Linked DNA regions of Mus musculus: region 2 is linked to region 1. A link is a contact called in public promoter capture Hi-C data. All regions are on one chromosome and are shown on one strand. The core of a region is the stretch at or near the end of the contact, and the rest is flanking DNA. Distances in the headings are between cores, read along the strand shown.

Evidence for each region. Promoter capture Hi-C pulls out the DNA fragments that hold promoters and counts their contacts.
Region 2: a contact with region 1 is called in a promoter capture Hi-C map of pre-B cells, with 1.9 times the contacts expected there. The contact joins two enhancer-like sites. A contact is called at or near these places in 5 of 39 promoter capture datasets (the 3T3-L1 cell line, the HPC-7 cell line, liver and 1 more), 1 of 15 datasets of contacts at CTCF or cohesin (pro-B cells) and 2 of 484 Hi-C or Micro-C datasets (cerebellum and myocytes).

Annotation. Positions count from the first base shown.
Region 1 is chr1:176,957,239-176,963,700 of GRCm38.p6, reverse strand. All of the region lies in intron 16 of Sdccag8 (serologically defined colon cancer antigen 8), which reads right to left. Among named protein-coding and RNA genes, the nearest start is that of Gm15423, 19 kb to the right of the region's middle. Within about 2 kb of position 2,775, at least 13 of the 459 cell types and tissues checked have an H3K27ac peak or open chromatin away from gene starts, as enhancers often do. A contact at or near this core is called in pre-B cells, where this site is marked.
Region 2 is chr1:177,174,472-177,180,933 of GRCm38.p6, reverse strand. The region is part of intron 1 of Akt3 (thymoma viral proto-oncogene 3); the gene reads left to right. Among named protein-coding and RNA genes, the nearest start is that of Akt3, 71 kb to the left of the region's middle. Within about 2 kb of position 3,238, at least 7 of the 459 cell types and tissues checked have an H3K27ac peak or open chromatin away from gene starts, as enhancers often do. A contact at or near this core is called in pre-B cells, where this site is marked.

The DNA.
Region 1 (6,462 bases), core at 1,526-4,025:
ATACTCCAAGTTATAGTCTAAAATGTTCAAAACCACAAGTTACATTCAAAATTCAGAAGGCATTTTCCCATAGAAATAACATTATGTAAACATGGTATTTTGGTTCACACACTAAATCACAAGAACCAATCTAACCCATAATGTAAATAAACAACGCTCTAGAATGGAAGGCTCTGTAGTCCCTGCTAACCCCAGAGTCCACCGCTGAGAGGCGGGTGCATAATGGAGGTCTAATGAGTGCACTGACTACAAGAGGTTAGGTAAATTCCATGCTGATCATGGTTCTACAGACTTGACTGGTTGTGTTTAGCAATTTTCACAACCTTACAAGACAGCCCTTTACAGAAAAAAAAAAAAAAAATGAAGACAAAACTTGCAGAGAAAAGAGTTTGCCACAATTCTTAGGGTGAGACAGTAATGAGAGAAAAGCCCAGAGCCTGACCTTACCCACAGTGTATACCCTTTTACTGCTCCACGTTAGGTCTTAGGAGGAGAGCATTTAAACCAGAAGGAGCTTACCCATTTCACTAGGCAGGGATGTGTGCTCGGTCAGCCGTGCATTCAAGCACACCCTAGTAATGCTGTCTATTCAGACACTACACCCATGCTAAACCCATGTGACTGACGCTTGCTCTCTAGGCTACACTACTGGGATATGGTGGAACCTTCAGGAGGTGTGGCCTAGGGGGAAATCACTGGTGCAGGGCATGTTCTTAAAGAGAATTGTGGGATTCCAGGTCCCTCCTCCTCCTCCTCTTCTCTTTTCCGACTCTGTGTAAATGGGTTTCCCCTGCAGTGAGCTCCTGCCCAGCAAGCTAGAGGGTACACTGGTCATGGACCTCCACAACCCAGATCCAAATGAACCTTTTCTTAGTAACTGGGCTGTCTTGGGTGTTCGTTATGTGACAGAAGGCTGACTGACAGAACCAAGTGCTCAGGACACACCTGGTGAGTAAGTGAAGCAGCCTCTCTTCCCATGAGTGTTGGGCTGATTGTAGTCGAAAGTATAAATGATGTAGTTACGCCTTTGGCGTTCTCCTAAGTTTCTCTTGCTGGGTTCCTTCATGTGTCATGTGCTCGCAGGTGGGCTGCTATTACAGCATCTGCCCTGTTCCATGAATGTACTGCACGTGCTGTTTAAAATAATTCATTAACCCAAAATAAAATCTTAGCTCCTGAAAGGTGGAAACATCCTGTCTGCTAGGAGGCGACCATCATGGTTCAGGTCACACACAGCCCCTTGACTTCTTAGTCGTGTTTCGGTACTGCACAGAATAATGTGTTTTAGAGAGATTGTTTGGGAACCACAACTGATTTATAGTTCTGGCAGTTTTAAGAAAATGGTAATGTTTTCTAAGCAATTCTCATTATCCCAACTCCCTCCTTTCTACTACACAACATTCCCAGCTTGTTATCCCTGGAGGCCATACGTGAGGCAAAGATCTAATTCACACAGTCCTGTCAGCTGATGAAAATCAATGATAACGAAAATCTATAAAAACCAACCAACCAAACAAACCCCCAAAACAAACAAACTAGTAAAAACCAAATATCTAGCATATTAATCACTTACCAATTTCTTCATTAAAAACATAATTGTATGTTATAACATAAAGGTATGTAAATCTAAAATAACCCAGACATTTTGTAAATTCACATTTAATAGTATGCTGTCAGTTATAAAAACAGACTCGCAAACAGCATATCCAAAGGAGGCCTCTCTGTGCAAAACTGGTGGTGACAGGATAGAAGGCAAAGATTACACATCCATCTGCTTTCGCAGAAGATTAGATAGACGATCTGCTTCTGAATTAAATTCATACACTGTGTGCGTGCGCGCGCGCGTGTGCGCACTACATTTATGTGTGTGACTATGGACATGCAAACATGGAGTGTATGTGAGGTCAAAGGACCACCCTGAGGTTAGACTTCACCTTGTCCCTTGTTTGAAACAGAGAGTCTGTGTCTGCCACTGCTCTAGACTAGCCAGCCCATGGATTTCCAGGCTTCTGTCTTTGCCTCCCATCTCCCCAAAGCAGGACTCCTGTGATGTTCACACTGGCTTTTCATGGGTTCCAAGGATTCAAATTCAGTTTTTCACCCCTGAGTTGCAAGTGCTTTCTGTCCACTTAGCCATCTCCTCAGCCACCAAAATGTAGTCTCTGAGAAGGCACTGTATTGCTATTGCAAGAGTGTGCTTCTGTGCCACAATGGGCTAACAAAATAGGACAAAGCTAACTCTATAGTTAAAAAAGAACAGAAATGTACGAACATATATTTTCAAAATGATCTCAACACAACCTTGATAATGAATTGTGCCTAAATGTTCTTTTCAGGGAAGACTGCAAGTCAGATGATCAGATAGCTCTGATGATAGTACTTTAATGCAGGAGATCTGTGGGGCAAGGGGATTACCAGTAGAATATCAAATTACCATCCTAAGTAAGTTGTTTTGTCATATAAAAACCAGTTTTCAGACCCTTTAAAATGTTCACCTAATAGGCTTTTAGACAGTAAAGAAGAACTGATAAGACAAGCCTAGAGTTTCAGTTCTGTCTTGTGCTCACCACTACCCAGTGAGGTGTAGCTGTGGTGATCCCTCTAAACTAAGAAGGCCTACTTCAGGAAAGTTTCCCGGGGATAGGGACATATTTTTAAACCTTGTACCCCAAATCAAACATTAAGACTTTGGTTTATATAAGTCAGAGACAGGATGTCTTTCCCAGGTGGCCAATGGCAGCCAAGCCCCTAGAGCCTCATTTCACTTTCTTCCTGTGGTTTGTAGAAACCTTTGAGGAGCCCAGAGGGACCTTCTGGGAGACAGTGAGCTGTGCCACGGCTATTCAGTACTGTGGACTCACAATGTTTCAACTAGCTATTTTGCTCGAATATGTGTTAAAAACCTCACTCCCCAGATTGGCACTCCATGAAGCAAAGCCTCCTGGGAGACCCTTCAGGTCACAGGAGGCAAGCCCATCAGGAGGACAGTGGATCCTCAGCCTCCTATTTGCTTCCATCTCGACTTCTTCATGGCTATAATTTAAATATGAAGGGTTCTCAGATGCTCATGTGTTGAAAGCTTAACGACTAGCTGGTGGTCTACTGCAAAGTAACTGGCTAAAGGCGAGCACACACCTCACCAAAGGATTAGTGCATAACTGACCAGATTACATGGGGGGGGGGGGCTTCTGTACAGAGAGTAGGTTACTGAGGGCCATGTCCTTGAAGACTATATTTTGACTCAGGCTCTGGCCTTCCCTGCTTAACCCCTGAGATGACAGTTTCTCTCATGGTATCCAGCTTTGCCTCATCCCAAAGCAATGAACCTAGCCAGGGACAGACTGAAGCCTCAGAAACTAGGATCCAAAATAAATAAGCTGTCTTCTCAGGCATCTTGTCCCAATGATGAAAAGCTTACTGAAGAGCCACTTAGGGGTAAGCATCTTTTCTCTGTCAGCTTTCACCAGGGCAGCATCAGGCCCAAAGCAAAAGGATCAATGAACTTTGGATAGAAACCTTTAACACCCTGAATCAAAAAGCCTTCTTTCTTCTTCTACAGTGATTACCTAGGCTCTCTACCCATGGTAGTGAGCACAGTAGAGTCACGAGGGAGTCACCTTGTGAATCCCTTGGTGAAGATGGTGCAGAACAGATGAGAGCCCCAATACCCGAAAAGTACACAGATCTGGCCTTGGCCCACCTCACTTTCACCACAGCAGTAAAGCCATCAGGGCCTCCTGCTGTTGCAGGGTTGGGGAAGGGGTTCCTTAAGTCCAGAATTAATCCCTGCTTAATGCCTTGTGGTTAGACAGCTGTCCATTCTCAGAAACTTTACAACCTTGCCTCTTTTTCTAACTCAGCATCCTCAGACTTCTTTCAAACCCTTTTCATAGAAACACAGCTTTGAGAATTTTCGTAGAAATTGCTAAACCCTTATGATGGGATGAAAACATAAGCAGGGAACTTCCAAGTAAAAACATTTCATTTAAAAATATATAAATCTGGATATTTATATTAAAATTTACTATTTCATAAATAATGTTACTATATATATGAATCACTTAATATATTAATTAAATAAGAAAAGTGTCATGTTTGGCCAATAACATAAATACATTTTAGCATCAACATATACTCAAAATGTCAAGATGAAACTAAATCCATATCATAGAATCAAACAAATTAAAATAGCTGTATATATTTTTCTAGAATTCTTGTTTTCTGAATTTATAATATGACATGCTTATAGTATTCATCTTTTGTCTGAAAATGATGCAGTGTAGATTATAATTTCAGGTTTAGATTCTAAGTATTTCTTGGAAAATTATGAATAGTTTTACTTCTACAAAATCAAAATGTTGGCTTATATAAAATCTAATGTTATATTTTTGAATAAAGTTTCCATTAGCAAAACAGAATGTGAGTATTTCATACAGATAATCTCCTGGTTTACACAATTACCAAATATAAATTCTTTATTAGCGCCTCTGTTTCAGCTAGAAGCTTTAATGGCATTATACATTGCTTAAACTGCTCACTTACTATCTGAAGGGAAAGGGTCACTGACTGTCCTACTGTCAGCAGAGCCAGGGGGCTCGGAGCTGGAGAGAGAGTATGGCTACATGAGAGAACACAGCACTCAGCAGGACTCTATTGACCAGGCCCCAGTCCTTCACCATACTCAGGGCTGTGTATCCTGTTTATTTTCTAGATAGGAACACAAGACTAGGTATTTGGTTTAAAACAGAAAAACACAAAACAAAAACAAAAACAAAAACAAAAGCATTAATTTTAACATTGACTTTCAAGACTATAGTCACTCAAGAAGAAAGTTTTTCTTTCTTGTTCACTGAGACTTTATTGATATTTATAACAATAACATTCAATGAATTTACATCTACTCCAACTTAAGACAAAGACCTCTTTGCTCTGAACTGTATATGTCTCCTGTACACACCTCTCTGGGAGCTAGCTGCCCTGCATATATATACTAGCTGCTCTGCATATATATCCTTGTGTCTCATCTCATGAAAAAGTGGTAAATAGCTACTTCAGATTCTCAAATCACTCTTACTTTTCAACTACTGCCTGCACCTATTCTCAGCCAACAATTGCTCTGGCTGACTTGACTGGTAATATGTGCGTCACCAAGGCCAACAGATGTTTTCTTTCTTGCTGTGTGGCTGGCATCTGTTTGAATGTTTCCTCTTTCCCAAGGTAGTTTTACCACTGTGATGAGTAACAGCCCTTTCCATGTACTGCCTAGGCTGCTTTGTGGCAATAGTATCTCTTTTGTCCACTTTTAACTTTATCTTTAAAAGTGTGGTTGCTCCTGAGGGTCAGTAGGCCTTTTTTCTTATTGCTCTCTCCTGATGACCCATGTATCGCCAAGGTTACAAACATTCCCCCCAAAGTCAAGGGAAATTTCTATCTGCAGTCTAGACCTATCTCCCAAGTTCAGCTTCCTAAAAACATGTAAGTTCCACCAAGAGAGTGCCATATCTGCTTTGCTGTTTTAGTCCTGGCTTGTGATGGAGACCTGGTAGCACATGGACACAGAGTACCAATCAATAAATATTTGTTGATGAGATTAATCATTCGTTTGCTCTCTGCCCTCTAGTTGGCATTTTTCTTTCTAAAGACCTTAATTTTACAGCTGGAGATGAAGAAACAATAGCAGCCTCTTTGCAGGTGTGCCTCAAGGCACATGAAATAGTGATCATATATGCATTTTATGAATTAAATGCAGTACACCAGGGTAAAGGGTATGCTTTCAGACTAAAGTATTTACTCCTTGGACCCTTACAAAAACCAAGAATTTGCTCTTCCCTAACATAGAATAGTGTGGGTTCAAGGAGATACTGTGCAAGTTAATGGACTTCCTTGCATTTTGTTATCATTACCTGTACTTTAACATGCTGGCAGGAGATGGCAGCCCACATTCTGGTTGATCCCCCTCTGCTTAACAAAGGGAATCATCAAGACCTGACACACAGCACTACTGTCTCCTCCAATGTCTTTATCTTAAGCTTAAGAAAGTGTGATCAATATACATTTCCACTTTCTCCTAAGTATATAAATGGAGACAGAGAAGGCACAGGTCTTTGAGGGATGGAGTAGAGATGGGAACTTAAAAGCCTTGACAGCATCTCCATGAGAAAGCTGACAGCTGCTCAGTATGCAAGTCCAAGTCTACAGAAATCTACTCACTGATGCTACAAAATACATAGACTTTATTTGCGGGCAACTCTATGATCAGAGTTTAGAAATGGCATATACATAAAAGAGGACAATATTTATTACAATAAAATAAAGTGCCAAGAAAAAAAACTACACAATAGGGAAAAGGAATTTAGAGTCAACCACTCAAGATTTGAGTTTGAACCTTACCATATATCCCATTAGTAACTTTGGGCAAATCCATTACTCTCTGTGAACCGAATGTCTGTCTCTGGAAAGGAG
Region 2 (6,462 bases), core at 1,989-4,488, 220 kb before region 1:
CAGTATTAATGTCAATGACCTTATGTGCTACTAAGATTAGGTATTCATATGTGATTTGAAGAAAAGCTAACAATGTATTTTAAACAAATGACAACTCTTTTCCTACTAGAAAAAAATAGACATTGTAGATCATGTTTTAAAAGATGATGTGCCTAACTAATTTATTGGTTCTGGTCAATTTCAAACGTATGTCTTAACAGTTTCAGATTTCCTTGGGCAGCATTGTTGACCTATGTTTCTGGTGTAAAAGCTCACATTCCCATTTGCTCTTATCTTTTCTAGCTTCTTATGTAATGGAGCATGAATGGTAGCACTAGCTTCTGATCAAGGGCTGTGTGAATACACATATCGTGTGGCACTTGGCAGCATTTAAAGCTGGTGTACCTTCTCCCTGACATCTTGCACAGTGAACTTGTTAGTATTCCAGCAGTCATGACTAAGTGACCTACTATAGTTTCATTTCTTTAAAGGATCTATGATATATTTTTGAAAGGATACCCTAGAGCCCTTAAAATTATGTTGTGCCCATGATTTCTTGTGATTAGAGTCCTTAAGGGGTAGGGTTTGAAGAATATCCTTAGGAGGAGGAGTAGATCTGTGAAAATAAGAAAAAGGTCAGCAGTTTGATTGCTATATTAGCTAAAGAGAAATATCCAATATGTATCTGATTATTAAAGATTATATTTAGTCTTTATGAAATCTCATAGTTTTCATAACTAATGTAGTTTTAACTGTGAATTTGCCTTTTAATTATTCTTGGTTTAGAAGATTATCAGTTTCAGTGAGGCATGTGACGTAGACTTCAGAGGATTATTAAGTAACAATAATTTACCAAATTGTGTTGGTAAATATTTTTTGAACATTGAGACCGAGAGTTCAGCCCAATTGACATGAAAGATACTTAAGAAAGGGAAGTTCCTTTTATTTTACAATTTCTCTTTTTAGTACTTTTTCTAAAATATTAGTGTTTAAAAATTTAATTTGTGTTTTTTCTTGTCTTAATTTTGTTCTAGAAAGAAATGACAGAACCTAAAATAAACTGAGTTAGTAATAAAGTAAGAAGTAGCTTATGTTGCATCATAGCTGCTACTTCCCTTATACTAAGGCATTTAACCAACTGTAGTAGAAAACATTGAAATGTGAGATTGTTAGCATTTAAAACGGTGACTGAATAGGGCAAAATTGGTTAAGAAGTTGAAATAAACATGAATATATGATGAGTACGGGGGATACTGGCTGTGGGTGATTTGCAAAGCCCCAAAAATTATTGATGAAAGTAATATGCAGCACCTTCATTTTCTGTCTATTGTACGAATTGGTTGGTTGGGTTATTAACTTCCCTGTCATTATTAACAAGTGGTTATTTACTTGTAAGTTTTTCTTGTTGTTGGTTTTTTGCTTGTTTGTTTCTGTTTTGAGTTAAGGGCTGACTAGGCAGCCCAGGCTGGCCTGAAACTCAAGATCTTGTTTCCTCATAATGCTCAGTACAGGTATGTGCCACCATGCCCAGTTTGAGTCTTATTTTTAGGGAAAAATAATTGAAGTATATGTCATAGAATTATCACTATTTAAAAAAATCAGAGAATTTTAATGTAAGAAAAAAGAATGTATTTTAGTAAATATTAAATTCATGCTTGTGTAAATGGTTGATCCGGTACATTTGCATAATATTGGTTCATTTGTTTTGAGGGAAAGATACAGAAACATAAAAGAAACAAATATTGGTTTCAAAGACTAACAACACTTCTACAAGTATGCAAGTTTATGTTATACAGTAGACCAACATGAAATACTAAGTCTCTGAAGAACTAAGCTGGAGTTTATCGTGCTCGTTCTCTTTAGGACTATTAGAAACATGTAGTTAGATATGTGATAAAGTTAACATTATTGATAGAAATTTCTCTGATGAAGAGATAAGATTTGCTTTAAGAACACATTTTTAGAGCTGGAACAGGCATTTGACTGAGACGGTTTCTCTTGAATTTTGTATCTTAGAACTTAACATTAAACATGCACAGAGGGCATTCATAGAAGTATTGGGGTTCCCGAAAGATTGCTGGCCTTCTAAAAGACTATTAAGTACAATATGAAGAGTAAAGATGGAGCTCAGAAGGCATTTGCCCTCTCTTTGCTCTGCATGCCTGAAAAAGCATATAGTCTAGAACCCTATATGGTTTATATTTGCTTCCATACTTACCTACCATCAAGTTTAACTATGAAATTTAGAATAGTAAAAGAGTAGTGACGGTAACGAAAACTAGACCATTTCTAATAATGTACAGTGGTATGTAAACATGGTGTCTTTCCCATAAAATACCCACTTAAAGTGTCTATCAATGTTCCTGTGATAATGGGATGCGTCTGATGAGATAAATTTAAAGTAAAATGACTATTAGAGAAATTACAAGCATTAGGCTATTGAAGGATTACTTGAATACAGGTACTCTGATACCACAGCAATGTAACTACCAACTGAGACAGCTACCAAGTATCTGATGGGTCTATAGTGTGAATACAATGGGGAAAGAAAAGGACGGTTCATATCCTGGGTTTCTGAAGCAGATGGTGGAAGATTTCATCATGCTAATCAGAACAGAACAAAATTTATCAACTCTTTATTTCTTTTTGATATGCCAGACTGTTACTGACCATGGGCCACTGAAACTGCATGGAACGTGAAACCATGTGTAAGGGCATCAGCTGTACTTCAATAACAGTTAAATTGGAGGTTTTAGTGTGAGAGCCAAGTCACCTGTTGAATTGCAGAATTAGGCAGTCTCTCCAGCACATTTCAGGCTATTCGAGCAGGGTAATAGAATAGAGTACAAAGATTGGTAATTACCTTTGCAAATAATATGGTTTTTAAATGAAATTGCAGCTACTCGTCTCTCTGACTGCTGTGCAAGAAAATAGCCATGGACAGTATGCAGAGTAAAGGTGTGTCTGTGTTCCAGTAAGACTTTACCTAGAAAGAAGTTTCCAGGTTCTAGCAGTTTACTGTGCCCTTCATACTGGAGGAATGGCAATTTTTTTCCTACAATTCATTCCTTTCAAAAGGAAGAAAAGACTTTCATATCAAGATATTTTTTTCCAAATTTATTCCCCAGAATTAGAATGAGTAAAGGCATAGGAATCTGGAATGAAACGACTCTTCTTATGTAGAGTAGGGAGAGAGCTTTCCTTAGTAGTTACTGAGGAAGTTTCTCTGATCATCATCAAGAGCACGGATTATGCTCTTCCTGTGGCCTGTAGGAGTAGGAGCATAATGCTATTTTTGTACTGAACATTTCAACTTTGAGTTTCAATGCTGTGGTAATTTGGCAGTTTCCCTTGTGTGTAGTTTATTTTTAGTTAAGTGATAGTAAAACATATAGTGAACTTTTAGGAAGAAATTACAAGAAGGAAAAATTGAACCTCCAAACTCTAAAGCAGAGTTAAAGCATAGTAAACAAATCCATAGAAGTTGAATTGACATTGGGCATGTCAACAAGAGACAGATTAATTCTCAGTGACAATGCTTCTCTTCCTGGTACTTGTGGTCACATGTTCAGCACACTAAAAGAAGCTGAGATCATTTGTAAGATTGATTCAGTTATGAGTACCTAGAGAATGCTTTTCCCCACTCTCATAAAAGCATGGATGTGGTACTGAGCAAGAATAACATAGTTCCTGACCTTCCAAAGAGATAACTAGTATGTTATCTATCTAAGAGAGTGGTTTCTAAACTAAGAGCTAAAGAATGAGCTGGCTCTGGCCTGTTGATAGAGACAGGTAAGAGGAGAGTTATGTGGAACCGACAGTAAAAAAGGGCAGGGTGGACAGAGCTCATCATGACCCAGCTCTGGAAGAAACATTGTATAAAGAGGAAATGTGCAGCTATTGAAGCTGGAAAAGGAAGATTTCCTATGCTAGGAGATCTTAAGTGTTTGAATTTTGCCAGGAGATTAATGGAAAGTAGTGAAAAATCTTTTAAGTTGTAAGGTAATGTAAGTAATGTTTACTTGTAAGTATGTTGAGACTGGTTTGGAAGAGGAGTATTAAAGAGCCATATTGTCCAGCAAGGGAGTTATGAGCTAACCAGTGTGGCTAAGAAATAATTTTAGATTTTATTTTAAAATTTTCTAATTTAAAAATTGGAACAAGTTAAAAATATATTTCCATTTGAATAGTTTTTGAGTAGGTTGACATGTTTCATCGGATGCTGGAAATTTTCTATCTGAGGTAGGCTGTGCTGTAAGTGTAAAAGGCACAATAGATTTTGAGTTCATTGTGTGAAAAAAGTAAAATATTTTTCTGTGAGTGCTTGTTGAAGTCATATTTTGTATATATTTGATTAAACATGACTCAATTTAATCTCATCTGACACCTTTTGCTAGCTCAAATATCTCTGGCTTTTAGAAGCTTTGAAATTATGTTTATCTTTGACAGTATATATTGGTAGCCAGCAGTCATCTTAGAAGCTTTCCCAAGAGGCCAGTAAGGTAGCATTATGTTCCATGCAGGGGCTGTGGCAGCTGGGTAAGGAAGATTTCTAAGAGAACCATCAAGGAACTAAAATTGATAAGATGTGACATTTAAGTAAGAGAATTACTGCTCAATTGGTGGTATGGAAGAAAACAGCAGCCTCAGTTCTCTAAAATATGAGGAAATGAATAGTAACTGAATAGAAAATTCAAATGTGTAAGCAAAAGTTATAAACATCACATTTCATTGACAATTTGTGCTCAGAAGTTCAATAATTATACAACTGGACTTTATTTTGAGTTTTGTTCACAATTGCTATGTGGAAGTACTTTCTATTACTTGGTTCTTTAGTTATGTAATTTTCCATTTTTTTAGATTGTAGGTGATCAGCAGATTTACAATTTAATGGTTTATTGTCTGTTTCTTTGTCACTATTTATTCACCTCCTTTAAGTAAATAGTAGGGTTGGAGGTCTTTAATAATATGGGATCTATATCTACCTATATTTTTATTTGAGATTAAACTTATTTCTGTTTAAAAGAGAGGGTACTCTGTTTTTATATGATTTATTAGATCCTTATTTAAAGTTGAATCTCTGAGGTATCTGATGCTGGTTGAATGTTTAGTACTTTGTGTTGTCAACCTAAGAAATGAGATGCTTCACTCTCTGCAATTTCTAGTCTTTTAAGCTTATAAAAGTAGTCAAGACAGTTTGTTGACCCCCAAGGAGACCTTTTAGTCTTTGGCTTGTTAGACAACAAGGCCTGTACTCTTCATTGGCATTCAGATCACAGGCAGCCATTGGGCTCAGTTCACAGCCAAGCACAGCTTTGGGATTTAGACAAAGCCACCCTGGCAAAGGAACCCAGTTGTCAGGGTAGCTGGCTGGATTGTAAGGACTGTTGCATAATGGAGAGACCAAGTAGAACTATTAGGATGCAAATGTGAAAAAAATGGTGGTGCTAACCTGCAAAAACAAACATTTCTTTTTTTTGGTGAAGAGTATTCATTGTTGCTTTCTTCTGTTTAACTTCTCTGGGCCTTAGATGTAGTTGGAGTGTATTAGTTTATCTTAATCTCTGTCCATAATGCTAATCTACATTTAGAATCAACAGCTAATTTGTGTGAAGAGACCAAAGGACTTCACTGTTTGTGTTCTTTTCATAATATACAAATATGTCCTGGGCCAGTTTTATATGTTGTTTATTCTAGGTTGGGAAAAGAAATCAATCCTTTTTGCTGTTGATATTGTTATATTTATAACAAGTTATTTGTATCATTTCCACCTTGTAATTTCTGATGGTGGCCTCTTAGTTGTCTTATACATAGTGTAGCATCATGATAGATGTTAGGAATAATGCTATTAAATTCTTAGTACAGTAAGACAATTTTATTTTAATACTATTTGAAGGAAATATGCCCTTTCTCACTTCTCAGTTTTGTTCCTTTCTGTATTGATTGCCAGCTTTGCTTTCCTTTTTTTTCCTCCCTACCTCTTTATCTTCAGGAAAATATAATGCTATCTGTGCTTTGGTAAATGCTGTGTTAGAAAATTGGGAATGTGAAAAATGGGAAAGGTGTTTTTTAAAGCCAGAGTCAGAGAACAGCAGTAGTGGCCATGCTTTATTGAATAGTTGTGTGTTACTTTGTAAATTTTCTCATTTGACTCCTAAGCACTGCCTTATGAGGTATAGATCGAGCCCCCATTTTACAAATGAGTATACTGAGTCAAAGAGAAGCAAAATGGTTTGTTCAAGCTTACAGTTTTGTTTACAAGAAAACCAAGAAAAACTTTGAGGATCTTGGAATGTTAATCTGATTGAAAGGAAATAGTCTTGGAGAAATGTGAATGAGAGCAGGACCAAAGGACAGGACAGCACAAAGGGAATCCCACACCTGCCTGAAAGACTGGGGAGGCCACTGCTGTGTGTTCAGATAGTTTCCATATGCTGTTCAGTTGTTCATAAGTTCATTGACTTGGCTCATCTAAAGGGTCTT